Regions from separate parts of the Columba livia genome. Here region 2 is linked to region 1. A link is a contact called in public Hi-C data. All regions are on one chromosome and are shown on one strand. Each heading gives the region's core, a stretch centred on a gene start, on an enhancer-like site or on the middle of the called end of the contact. The rest is flanking DNA. Distances are from core to core; before and after follow the strand shown. Region 1 overlaps CHD7 (chromodomain helicase DNA binding protein 7). Region 2 overlaps LOC135578641 (a long non-coding RNA gene).

Region 1 (6,012 bases), core at 967-3,466:
ACTTAAGTTTTCTATATGGCTTTCACAGTGGTTCTCCACATTCAACACTCTCTACTGGAAAAACACAGATGTGAATGGAAACGCACACACACAGATACGCATTATGTATAGCTCCAGCCCTGCTGGAACCCTCGATGTAGGCTGCAAAAATGCTGCATACATGGGTTATACGTAAGGCCAACGAACCTGTCTTATTAGGTTTAGGATGATGCATGTCAGTAAGATGACACTGTTCCCTCTATGGTTTTCAAACTGCTGTTTGCTTTTTTACTGCCCAAGTTGACTAGATGGAAAATGGCAGATCCCAACAGTGCACTGCAGGAAAATGATTTTTAGACTAGACTTGCCTCAGCTGAGCCCACAAACAGAGCTGCTGTACATAGGCAGAACAGCACAATTCAATTAGGATTTGTACTACAACACACTGCTCCTAACTGCTGTAGAGCCTCAAGCCAAACTGTAATCATGAAAGGTTTTATAAGCCATCATTCTCCCCTTTAGTCAGGCTGGGCTGTTGAGAATACCTCTGCGACCTCTAGAGAATTGGGATTATAATCAGGAATCGCTCACTGTATATATCATGCCAGCTCTGCATCCCCAGCCTTTCAAAGTTAACAAGGCTGCATCCCACTCAAGGGAACCGGGAGTTCTCAACACTGACATTTGTGAAATATTGCTTGGAACAAAGCCCAGGAGGCACTTGTACAGATTAATAGCAGAGGTTAAGCCCACCGTCCACTTTGACACTGGTTGGCAGAGTTAGCAAGTGAAGCAGTGCTGGAAGCAAAGTTTATGGAGATCTATCTTACTATTTGGCTATTATTTAAACAAATATGGTTCTGTTTTATTTACAGCCAAGAAAGTAATGTTTTTTTCTCAAATGTTCTGCAAACATTTAAAAACAGCATCTGATATTTACAGCTCATATTAGGTTTTTAATGCAGGCAAGAAAAAAACGGGAGATACAAGCCAACAGTTCTTTGGAACAATACTTGTTAATATTATGACTGAACAGTCCCACACACAGAAAGCTTTACAACTGAGTTTTGTTCAGAGTGAGACATCACTTACCGTGTTTGAATACTCCAATTAGAAGGGATTTATCTGCCTCCTTATCCCACCAGTCTGCAGGAACTTCAGCATGGAATGGCTCAGGTATCCATACATCTATTTCACTGTAAATACAGCATTATTTACATTAAAGGTATTATTCTACAAAGGCTTAAAAAAAAAGCCAAACCACAGTGCACGCTATTTCATAAACATAAACGGGGAGAGGCAGGGAAAAGGGGGAAACAAACAAAAATCCAACACAGAAATTCAAATGTCTGGAAAAAAATTACAATAGTTAAAAACAAAACAAAACAAAACCAAAAAACACACCCCAAAACCAAACCACACACCAAAACCAACAAAAAAACCAGACCACAACAAAACCAAACTTGTCCCACACACACAAAAAAACCCACAAAACAAACACACACAAACAAAGAACCAAAACAAAAATACAACCACAACACTAGGCTATTTGGGGAGTGGAACGACAACAGTTATCCAAATACGATTCATTTAAGGCCTAGCATATTTTAATTTTTAAATTGAGACAGAATAACCCTTCAATATTAGCGGAACTGAAAAATCTGCTTCTGTTGTTTTCCACACCGTTCCCTCCCCAAACAAAATTACCCACAGCTCTCGACAAAATAATGAGGCTGCTTGAGAATGGACATTTAAGAGGTAAAGTGTAACAACCTTTAAATTCTGCATTATAATAGTGGGTGTACTTTATACAAGCCAGTGTCATAAAGCAAAAAAATAAACCTGCACTTGCACTAACCTTGAGTCAGCACCCTCTAAGATCTTGTCTGCTTGGTCCCCTATAACTTCTTGTCGTAGATAGTAGAGCATGCGGACACGCAGCAGGACCCTGGAGAGGAAGGCAGAGGGGGGAAAAAGTTCTTAACTTCAGGACTGTTTGCCAACAGTGGCTTTTGGCAGCTGCTGCTGTTCATCCATCATCCTGCCAAGGCTGATTAGCCATGCTGTATGGTAGGCTTGAAGCGTGACAGATGGTGGCACATAATCACCTCTGTGTGGTGCTTTCTGCTGGCTTCCAACAGGCCTGCCTGGCAACCGCTTACACTGCGCAGAGAGGGACCCAGCTCAGCCCGGCCCCGACGCATTTCATTTAGTTCTACCTAGCGCAGCTTGTGAAGTTTAGACACGTACTCTACCACTGCCTCTGAAGTATTGAAGCAAGTTTGTAAACAACTGAGCAGATGGCTTTCAGTAACTGTTCTGCTTCATTATCTCATAAAATTTCCTCAGCTGCTGCCTTAATACCATTTTTGGAAGCACATCAGAAGTTGTAGGAATAAACGAGATATAAAATCTGGTTTTACTACCTAACAATAAACCCTCAATATGGAATGTCAGGTTTTTCAGATTATACAACTTTTTGCTTCTGAGAATGGGGGGTGAAAAATAATCCCCCACTTCCCTTGGGAGATATTAACTATTTTTACTCTTTAAAGTTCAAACTGCTGTTTAATTTTACTTGTGCACAACCTTACTGCTACAAGGAAGTGCAAAATCTTCATTGCCCATGTTTATTTTTCCCCATCTCTGCAATACCACAGTCATTTTTGGAAGCGCTGGCAAGTGCTGAAGCTGGCAGGAGGGAGAACGGCAGAGTCTGGCTTTTCAAGGAGACTAGAAAAGAGGTCATCTCTGCAGAAGAAGTATCTACCTGAAAATAATTCTGCTCTCCTATGTTTACCCAATTCAGGGCACCCCCTGCTGCCTAGTTCACGAAGTAAAAACCAGTACCAGCTAAAATGAAGATTACTCAGTCTGCCCTCTCACTGTCCCCAAATCCATCACAGCAACTGTTGAATTGCTGCTGCTCCTGAACAGCAAGGGTGACCAGGGCGGCAGTAATCTGATCACCCGCTCACATGAAAAATTTAGACCACCACCGGTTTTTGAGAGCTCCTCACTAGAGATCTGATGTAACCAGAGCAAGACCCGGTTTTACGTGTGTTATTTGAGCAAACCTCAGAAGAGCAGGGATTTGAATGAAGGTCATGTCTACAATTCAAAACATGTCAGACATGCTTCTTTTTGTATGCATGATAACTGGGACCAGTAAGGTGTCCCTTCTCCCTGTGTGGCTACGTAAATAAGCTGTTGAGGGTCTCTGTCATCTTCATATTAACCAATAACAGCTGTTACATCAAGCCACAGAAGAGGAGCAGGAAAAAAAACAACACATCATCAACCAAAAATTAGAGGCTCTTTGCACCTTTCAGGAGTCCTATGAATTAAAACAGCATACATATTACATAAGGACAGGACGACAGCTCTTATAAAACCAACTGCTACTGTTACCTTTTCAAGGAAATTACTGAGACTATTAATTGGCTTCCACCTCTGATTTTACCTGATTTTACTAAACATGTTGCTTTTACAATTCACTTAGTCCTGGGGGATCTGGGAAATGAACGAAGAAGATAGCAATTGAAAACATTCTTGCACGTTTGTCTTCCCGATCCTTCTAATTGTTCTACTGTACTATTACAGAAACAATATTTTAAAAATGAATTTAAGTCTGATCTGCAAACTGATGTAACAAGTAATGAAGACATGTTACCTGGGAGATGAAAATAATGTTACAGGAAAGAATTTAATTACTTTAGGAGCAAGTGAAATGTAATAAGAAATTGAACTAACAGTTTAGAAAAAATGAGGAAGCAGTTTATTTGGATGTGCACTTGCTCACGTAATTCCATAAGTATCTCTCTTCATCAGCTGAGAATTAATCTTGGTTAACATCTGGAAACGAGCTAATAAACCCCTTAAATGCCTTTCCTCCTTCACATCACACCACCTATTGACAGGCCACAGGTACTTTTCAGATCAATAATTTATTTCCAATAAACAGTAAGACACAATAATATTAAAATCACAAAAAGAATGACCACCTTTCAGTAACACTGTGTTACATCTACTTGGTGTATATAAACAACGCAGAAAATAAATTTAAAACCAAAACAAACCAAAATCCCCCAAATCCAAAAAGCAGAAAACTTCCCCCAGCCCCCAAACAAGATAGTTTTGGGACTAAGGTTAGGTTCGGTGTCTGTAATGAAGAATATGGTAAGCAAAACTAAGATGGAGAACAAGGGCACTGTTAAAGGAAGGTGACACAAAAATAACTAAGATATCACAAAACAAAAGCTAAAAGAATGCAAGAGAGGCTCTTAAAGAGACATTCATGCAACAATAAAACAATGTAACATTCAAATCAAAATACAATTATCTTTATCCCCAAAGGTTTTCAGTTTAGTAACATGTTTAGAATTTCAAAAATCAAATCAGGGCACTGATTTAGGTAAGAGAACTCTGTGAGATATTTTATCTCAAACAAAGGAGAAAAGAAGAAATACTCTGTATAATGTGGAGAGCAAGAGAGGAAGTGAGAAAAAGAATGAAGAGATACACCCACACACAGGTGAACTACCACATGAAATTCTGAAACTAAGAACTGGATATCTAACATCTAAGGAACAGAACTCTAAGGAAATCAGCCTGAGAGACCCCACAAGAAGGGTAAGAAACAAACAGCTTTGTTAAGGATAGCCAATTGTCAAGAGAGACAGACAGTGTAGAGATATAGTCTTTTCTTTAAATGGTAAAAAGAATAACCTTATCTGATTCCATTTTTATACAGTTAAGTAGAAAATGATTTTCATCAGAACTGTGTTTTAAGTGCTGATCAGTCATGAAGAGCTTATAGAAGCAGCCAGTTATCTGTTAATATGATTATTCTCAAATTAAAAAGTAATAATGGCCTTTACATCCTATTAAATGGCCTTCTGTTCTATTAAAAACATACAAATTTAAGTTGTGAACTTTTCAAAAGCACGTAGTGAAAAAAAAAAAAAAAAAAAAAAGAAAAACCACAAAAAACCTACAAAACCTCTAAATGAAATATTTATTAATACTTACTTATTACAGTGATGTTTGAGATGTTTCCTATAGCTGTCTTCTTGAAATAATACATCTGGGTTACAGGTTGCGAGCCAATCGGCGTCTTGCAGCATTGGCTGTGAACTCTGGGCTTTTACTTTCTTGCCTTTCCTCCCTCTGGGCACTGGTGCAGACAGACCTACAGAAAACCCCAGTATTTCTTACACAATCTGAATGGAAAAGCTCTCACCACAAACTGCATTGCAAACGTGTTTAAAGCTAAGTATCACTGCTATATTAATTCCTTTGTGTGCAACACACCCACCAAAAACTGAATGGCAACATAATTCAGTACAGAGAACTGCAAATAACAAAAATCAACCCAAACTTTCATGCAAATGTAGTTGTGGAGATTTCAAAAATTCAGAGCGCTAGCCAGAAAATGGTGTTACATAAATATTTCTTGCAAAAATTCTCACAAATCTGAATGGCCATAAGGAAACACGCTTCTGATTTATAGCAATTTGAAAGGAGATTGACTCCAGCAGTAGGTGCCACTTAAAAATTATGCTAGAATAGTTTTTCAAAACTGATTTAAGGGAAAGAATGTTGCATCCTACAAAGTGTCTGAGGGAGACTTCCCCTTTAAGTACGGACCAAGTCAAAGCCCACCTTACTCATAAAATCTGACAAGATCCAACGACGTGTCAGAATAGCTATAGTTTAAACTAAATACATAGCATGACTGAAGCAATTCTTTCCTATTTACTAGCATCATTATTTGATTGTGGTAGACGTACCGGAATGATTAACCAAAGCTCGAGTTTGCCCATCTGCAGTTGGAGTGATCAGATCCCAGATGAAACTTTTGATATTTTCATCCCCTTTGTAATGATTAAGACAATACACCAGGATAGTCCGGCAGATGGTTTCCACATCTTGTTCCGTTAGCTGACGTTTATAGCGCCCATGTGAGAGGATGTCGGTCCATCTACCCCAGCTATAAGAAAAATATGCTCAATACAATGGCCAGGGCACTGG
Region 2 (6,897 bases), core at 450-2,949, 120 kb before region 1:
ATCAATTTAGCTACGTTACTGCATTTTCAGTATGGAATAGGCCTTAATTTGAATGGGAATAAAGACCCACTGTGGGCCGATTGATTCTGTTAGGCAAAGGAAAAGCATTTATTCTTGATATAGCTACAGGCGAAATCAGATTCAGAATGCTATGAGATATAATATACGGGAAATATTAATATTAGGATCTATGGGTACAGGTTTGTTTTTTTGCACACAGCTCTGAACACCTTCATTCCTCCTGTGGTTTTCGGCATTCCTATGCAGACATATACCAGAAAACCCTAAAAATAGGGGGGAGTTTCCTTTCCAAGAGCCACAGTGGCTCACTTTCAGTGGTAGAATATGTGGGTGTCAGAAAGGTCTTTCCAATTTCATGTATGAGTCCAGGAGACCCAGGAGAAAGGAAAAGCCTGTCCAGGAGCATGAAAGAGGGAAACTGTGTACATTGAGAGAGAAATGAGTCAGGATAAGAAACCCCATTTCAGCTGGTTGTGTGTGTCCCCAAGTAGGGACAGGGACTGAGTATGGCTTTGCAGGGGGAAGGGGAGGCAACAGACCTCCTGTTTGCACCCAGTGGGACCTGGCAGGGATGGGCTGCCAGGGGTGGAACAGCTTGAGCAGCGTGTGGTGTCCCCCAGAGAAGTATTGGAATGTCCCTGAAGCTTCCTTAGCTGGCTGGCTTTCCCCTAGGTTCGGTGGGTGTACTGAGGGAGCCTGGGGATACTGTCTGGCCCTGAGGTCCTGTTTGCAGCCATCTCTGGCTAGGACAACTTTGGCTCCCATCTGCTGACCTAAGCACCCAAAGGAAACCCCATGGCAGCTATGCCCCATGGGCATTCCCAGTTGGCACCATTGCCTGGTACCATCTGTGTGTGAGGCAGAAATAGGGAGACAGAACAGAAAACAGACATTTTCCAATGAAGACAGTCTGCTCATTCCCATTACTTAATTTTCACTTGTCATTTCTTAGACCACTGAAGATCGCTTGCTAACCTTGCCCCCACTATCCAGCTCCTGACCTTCAAATACGGTCCTAAGATCAATGTTATGAAAGATATATGAAGTAAGACTCTAGGTGGCACTTCAGGCTATATAACTGTGATCTTGTCTATCAAGACATGCAGCATTTAAATCATAAGTTTAATCAGGTGATCATTACGCAATCAGGATGATCAGGAAAAGTACATCAGCATTGTGTAGTCTCTGCAGCCGGTCCTAGTATACCACTCCGATGTACCCAGACAGGTTCAGTTCCACTTGACCAGCAGAAATCAAGAGAAAACCTATTCGAGAAAATAAGACTACCCACTGGAATAAATCAGAAACAGGCCCATGGAACTCTTGCAACACTGAAAGTCTGGCACCTATACAGAAGCAAAAAGCCTAAATATACGTATGAGCCTCATATACTACAGACAAATGTTATAGCAAAAACCAGGGGAAATTCAGCAAAACACTGCACCACTCCAACACTTGCAGAATGGATGCACGGAGTGCATATTTTGGTTCTGTTGAAAGTATTGCATTGTCTATTTTCTGTAGGTTTCATCAGTACAAAGCTACTAATATTTACTTTTCTCCTTTCTCTGAGCCCCAGCTTGGCAGCATATCACCAGTCAGTGGGTGCCTCGGACATGTGCTTGCTTGCCAGTTTACTGAGAATTTAGCAACAGAGCAGCAGTGAAGCATGCTCTGGCATGCTTTTTGGAATCAGGACCCTAATGCAGATCCATTTCTCAGTGGACATCTGAAGGTGCCATTCCACTTCACAATTATCTAATGGCAAAGCTGCCAAAGGAGGACCCTGCCTTTTCTCACCCACAGCTATTTGTTATTCTCTCTCCTCCCTTTCATTTATCACTCTTAAGTGTGCTGATATGCTTTAAACTAAATTAGTGAAATGGCCAGTATTAGCAAAACCAGAAAAAAACCCCACTGATCTGTTTTAAACAGCGACACCAGAAATAGCTGCCTTAACACAACTGGGGGAGGGGACAGCAAACTGCAGGAGGGAAAGGAGGAGAGAGGGAATGCACTTGGGAAGGACAAGGACTTCTTCAAACTGCTTCTTCCTATAGAAATGTTAATGATGACCAACTGTCTAATCTAAGTGGACCAAAAAACTCTCCTGCTTCTTCCCTGTTCCTCATCACTGGACCTGTGTTAGACTGGTTCATGGTTTGTCATTGGGAAGTCCCATGGGCTGTCTGGAGAAAGGAAGGGCATTGAGGGCATGCAGGAGATGCAGTTTCCCTCTGTATGGTGTCTTCTCCTCTGCTGAAGCATATATGCAACCTCCCAAATGCAATGCAGCCTGTACCTCGCCCCCCTCCCCATGCCTCATGTGAGGCTCCTGGAACAGTTTGTGTCCCCAGGTGGGGGGAATATATGGTCCTTTCGCCTCTGGGCTTTGCTAGCAAGCAGCAAAGCTGGGCCAGCTGCTTCAGGAGATCTGTAACATCTTCTCTCACTGGGTCAATCTTTTCCCATCAGCTGTGGAACAGGCAGCAACCAGCTGCCAGCTGCAGGGGACTGAGGAGCCCTGTGAAGGGTGAAAAGTATAAACATTAAAGAAGGTGAATCTCAGCAAACTTGTTAAGGATCTATAAAATGGGGGTCAATTTTTGACAAACATTTTTTTTTCTTTCAGAGTGAAATTGGTGGACTTGACTCAGAATGGTTCCCACAGCAAACTTCCCTCCATTATCTCCTAGGGAGAAGCAGCTGTACCCACTGAAGCAGGCACCACCATGTACGAGTAAAATAGTCCCCAGCAGACAGAATTATGAATATACAGAGTGGAGGCAGAATGAAAGGGATGCTGTATTCAGTTTTTATTTGTCTGGGTTTTTTTTTCCTCTCTCTCTTCATCTGACTCCAGCATGGCATGGCTGCAGAAGCATTCAATAGTCATGGAATTGGGCAAAGTGAGTTCACCCTCTGGGAACATCAGCCAGTCCTGCTCTCCCCACCTTCGTCTCTGTTGCAATAGCATCAGGACATTTCACCATTATTTTACTGCTCATTACCCTCAGTTTATTACCCTCACTGTTTAACCTCAGTTTACCCCTGGGATGAAGTGCAGGCGTATTTCACCCATTGAGCAAAGCTATGGATAGACTTCATGGCAGTCTCAACAGACATTGGTGTCCATAACTCCCAATAAGGACTTTGAAGGCAGATGCTGATTAACATTGGTGCATAGCCATTCTGACCTGCTTGTGGTCCTACAGATCATGTGCATGGACCTGGTACCTTCTCACAGAGGGGTCCCAGGACTCCAGAGTCCCTTGGCCAGATTTCTTCCAGAGAGCTGGAGGCCAGGAGGATGCGGTGACACCAGTGTTACTCTGCCTACCCAGGGAACAGGGCAGCCAGGGCAACCACCATCAATGCAGACTGAAGGCAGAGGGACAATAGGTCCACAGGACAGGCCCCAAGGTCACCCTTAGCACCCTAACTACCGCGTGAAGGCCACCGAGGGAGGAGCATACCAGTGCCCAGTTGATGAGACAGTTTGGCACTGTACAGTGTGCCCAACACTGAGAACGGGGGGCTGTCATTCCCGGGAAGAAGGGGATAAACATGGACTGTGTGAGGCAGGTACGAAGCACCACATGTGGGACCATGTCCTGCTTCATGGCACCAGGCAGGTGCAACACTCACCTGTTAGGTCCTGAGGTGCTCAGTCCCCTGCTCCTGCCTTTGGTACCTACAGAACTGCTCTTCCTTTCAATCTCTTATTCCCACCGCCTTCTCTGAGCCTCCGTGACAAACTCAAACAACATTTTTTTAATGCTTGCTTTCATATATATGGAAGATGTAACCTAAAAACTGGGGTTTTGTGTCCTCAGGGCCAGCTCTGGACAGTCATATCATAATAAGGAATGCAATAAATGTCAGTTTGTCTTAGAAGACACTCAGTAGGGGCTTAGGTTCACCATCCGCAAACAGTATTATCTTCAGTGCCGTAATCAGCCTGGAGGAGGAATGGGTTCCTGGGACCTTTGGCATTTCGAGTGAAGTAAAGTTACACAATTAAACTTCAGTTAGGAAATATCCATAACTTACCAAAAGGGGAGGGCAGTTAAGAGCATTACCAGCTGTCAGCACCTGGGAAACTAAATTGAATGGCCAGAGTGCTGAGATATGAAAACTAAAGAGAAAGATCACATGTGCCTACTTTCTTTACAGCTGCAATGTCATAGGTCATATGTTGTGCTAACCTGTAAGAAATAATAGGAACTTGGAGATAAAATATAGCTCCAAATGTGAACCAGGGCATGGCACAGAAGAAGTTAAGCAAGGACAAACAGATTACTAGTGCTCTGAAGTATAAAATCACTGTCTCAGAGACTGCTCCCTCTACTCCTAGCAGCTTCATAAGCTAAACCAGCTGTTGCAAATAATACTGCTAGATTTTTAAAGACATCTATTTCTTTGACTGTAAATAGAAATACTATGTCTTTAAACTAAAAATACTCTCCCATGTAAATTTTTTTAATTGAATTAGCAAAGTGTGTAATGACAGCCTTTCAGGGATGTGTGATGCTTGTACAGATATTTCTGAAAAATTTGCTACCACTCTTATAAATTTATCACTTCCTTCCTGAATATAGCAAATTATTTGGGCAATGTACCGCAAAACAGAAAATAAAGAAATAACAACTAAAATGGTTTGGTGGACTTAATGTGAGAGGAACTGCGGCCTCACACACAGGAGAGGAGATCTCTTAGCCCACGCTCATAGAAATGGGGATAAGCAGCAGCAGCAGCAGGGATGGGTTCAATCTATATTTGAGGAGGAGGAGGAGAATGAAGGCACTGAAGCATCTCTTGGCTGAGAGGCTGAGAAACCATAAACACCTCCCACCCCTGCATGCAATGGAGCTACTTGTGTTCCCTGACAGCAGCAGATGAGGGACATGTCCTATTACATGTGTAGGGGTGACGTATCATCACTGTGTGGCATCAACAGCCCGATTTGGAGGGCTGGTGAAGGACACAAATGTTTGGTGTCACGCAGTGAGAGGGCAGAGTACAGGAGCAGTTTTGGGGCAGGTGAACAGTAGAGGGGGAGAGGCTGGTGGGAGCTGGGGTCCAGCCTAGTGTGGTGTGGATTAAGAACCTGGCTAAAAGCAGAAAATGTTCACATTTCTTAGAAAGCTTTAGGAGCAGGGATAAAGAAACAGCCGTTCCTGAAGCATTTACGTTCCCATTCACTTTTCTCACGCCTCCATTTGAATAGTAGCTCCTGTCACGGGCTGTTCCCGCAAAGCGATGGGCAGAGCGTGCATGTGGCTCCTCCTGAGAGGAGCACAGTGACACTCACAGTGGCGTACACCTGCAGCAAGTGCCAGCCTCTTCTCTGCCTGCGCACCACTGCACACCACAGCTGGCACTGGTGTGGATGCATCACCAAAATGGTTGTTACATGTTGGGTGCACCCGTCTGTAACTCCGCTTCCCTGGCTCTGTGGGCGCCTATGGCCACATGCCATGTTGAGGGGGAGGCAGTGATGATGGGCGGGAGCCTTCAAGGGAGTTCTGACTCACCCGCAACCAGAGGTTGTAAGAGGCACCCAGGAGTCTCCCTCAATGATTCACAGCAGATGGGGAAACATGGGTAACAGGTGCAATACCTCCCCAGCCTGCGACAACTTTGAAACACCATGGCCTCACATAAAATCTCTAAAACAAATACGACAATTAAAAACCTCTGTGTAACGATTCTGCAAACACAGAAACATGCAGCAGAGCAGCAGTGATCCCAAGCATTCCCTGGTAATCCATTTTCTCAGAGCTACATAATGGCCGCATCCATAAAGAAGCAGGAGAGGAAAGGGAGGGAAGCGCAGGAAATCCATTACTGCCATAAAGGGAAGGAAACAGAACAGGAGCCTGGACCCAAATCTGGATCCTCCTGGATTCCTGACCTCCTGCCAGCGTAAGATATTAGAAACCAATACCAGGGGTGGAGGGGTGGTAACCACGGCAGTGACTCATTCCCTTGTGAAAAGCACAGCCACCCAAACAACTGGCACGGCGCCTGGCTGCGTGCATGGCCTCGGAGACCTCTCCCAGTCACGTAAGCAGCTGGCACCCTTCCTGCAATCAACGAAAAACGCAGGTAATTTAGCCTGGCTACCTGAGTGCTACCCCTATTACTGTCTGATAGAAATGGAAACATAAAGTCATCCTGACGTGACTTTTGATCCCAAAAAAGCATGTGGTACTACATGAGATATCCAGGAAACAAAAGTCCGGATGGAAAAAGATTAGGAATTGCTCTTTGAGTTGGTTAAAATCGTAGCTGACCTTATTATTCAGTGTTCAAGCAGAAGGAGAGAGAACCCCAAAACAGGGCAACATTCAGGCTCTCTCCTTCCCCCTGCCTATACTGCTGTTGTCCATATCCAATTCTGGTCATGTGCTGCTTTCTCACAGCTCCCACACAATTCCACCCTTGTGCTCCCAACTTGGGGACGAGGAAGCTGTTTATCACAGCATTCCATTTGTCACATTCATTTTAGACTACGATAATACCCAGTTGCAAGTAGCACATTTTACATTGGTGAATATTGCAGCAGCTCTTCTCCAGATGGGGAAACGAAGGGTGTAAAAAGACTTTCCTTTGGTCACTTAACGAGTCACTGATCTCCCAAGTTCCAGTGCAAAATTAAATATCACTGCCTAGGCTTGCTTTAAGATTTAGCTTACTTTCTGAAGTCCACATAAGAAAACTGTGCCTAAAATTACATTTGTCTTGTGGGGAGAGGGTGACGGGAGAGGGCGGTTCATGCCTTGGTACTGTAGTCGATCACTCAAAAGCCTTTGTGCTTTCAGCATTTGGCTAATCAAATTTCAGCAGAGTGCACACAGTGCTGTATCCAAT

Evidence for each region. A called contact is a pair of places that touch in the nucleus more often than the background predicts.
Region 2: a Hi-C map of liver shows a contact between it and region 1, with 2.8 times the contacts expected there. The contact joins two enhancer-like sites. A contact is called at or near these places in 2 of 2 Hi-C or Micro-C datasets (crop and liver).

What each region holds. Positions count from the first base shown.
Region 1 is chr2:124,009,980-124,015,991 of bColLiv1.pat.W.v2, reverse strand. CHD7 (chromodomain helicase DNA binding protein 7) reads right to left here. Exons shown (of 39, transcript XM_065053626.1): 23 at 5,772-5,971; 24 at 5,011-5,170; 25 at 1,838-1,927; 26 at 1,072-1,175. Among named protein-coding and RNA genes, the nearest start is that of CHD7, 120 kb to the right of the region's middle. Within about 2 kb of position 2,216, at least 1 of the 3 cell types and tissues checked has an H3K27ac peak away from gene starts, as active enhancers do.
Region 2 is chr2:124,127,318-124,134,214 of bColLiv1.pat.W.v2, reverse strand. All of the region lies in intron 2 of LOC135578641 (a long non-coding RNA gene), which reads right to left. Among named protein-coding and RNA genes, the nearest start is that of CLVS1, 80 kb to the left of the region's middle. Within about 2 kb of position 1,699, at least 1 of the 3 cell types and tissues checked has an H3K27ac peak away from gene starts, as active enhancers do.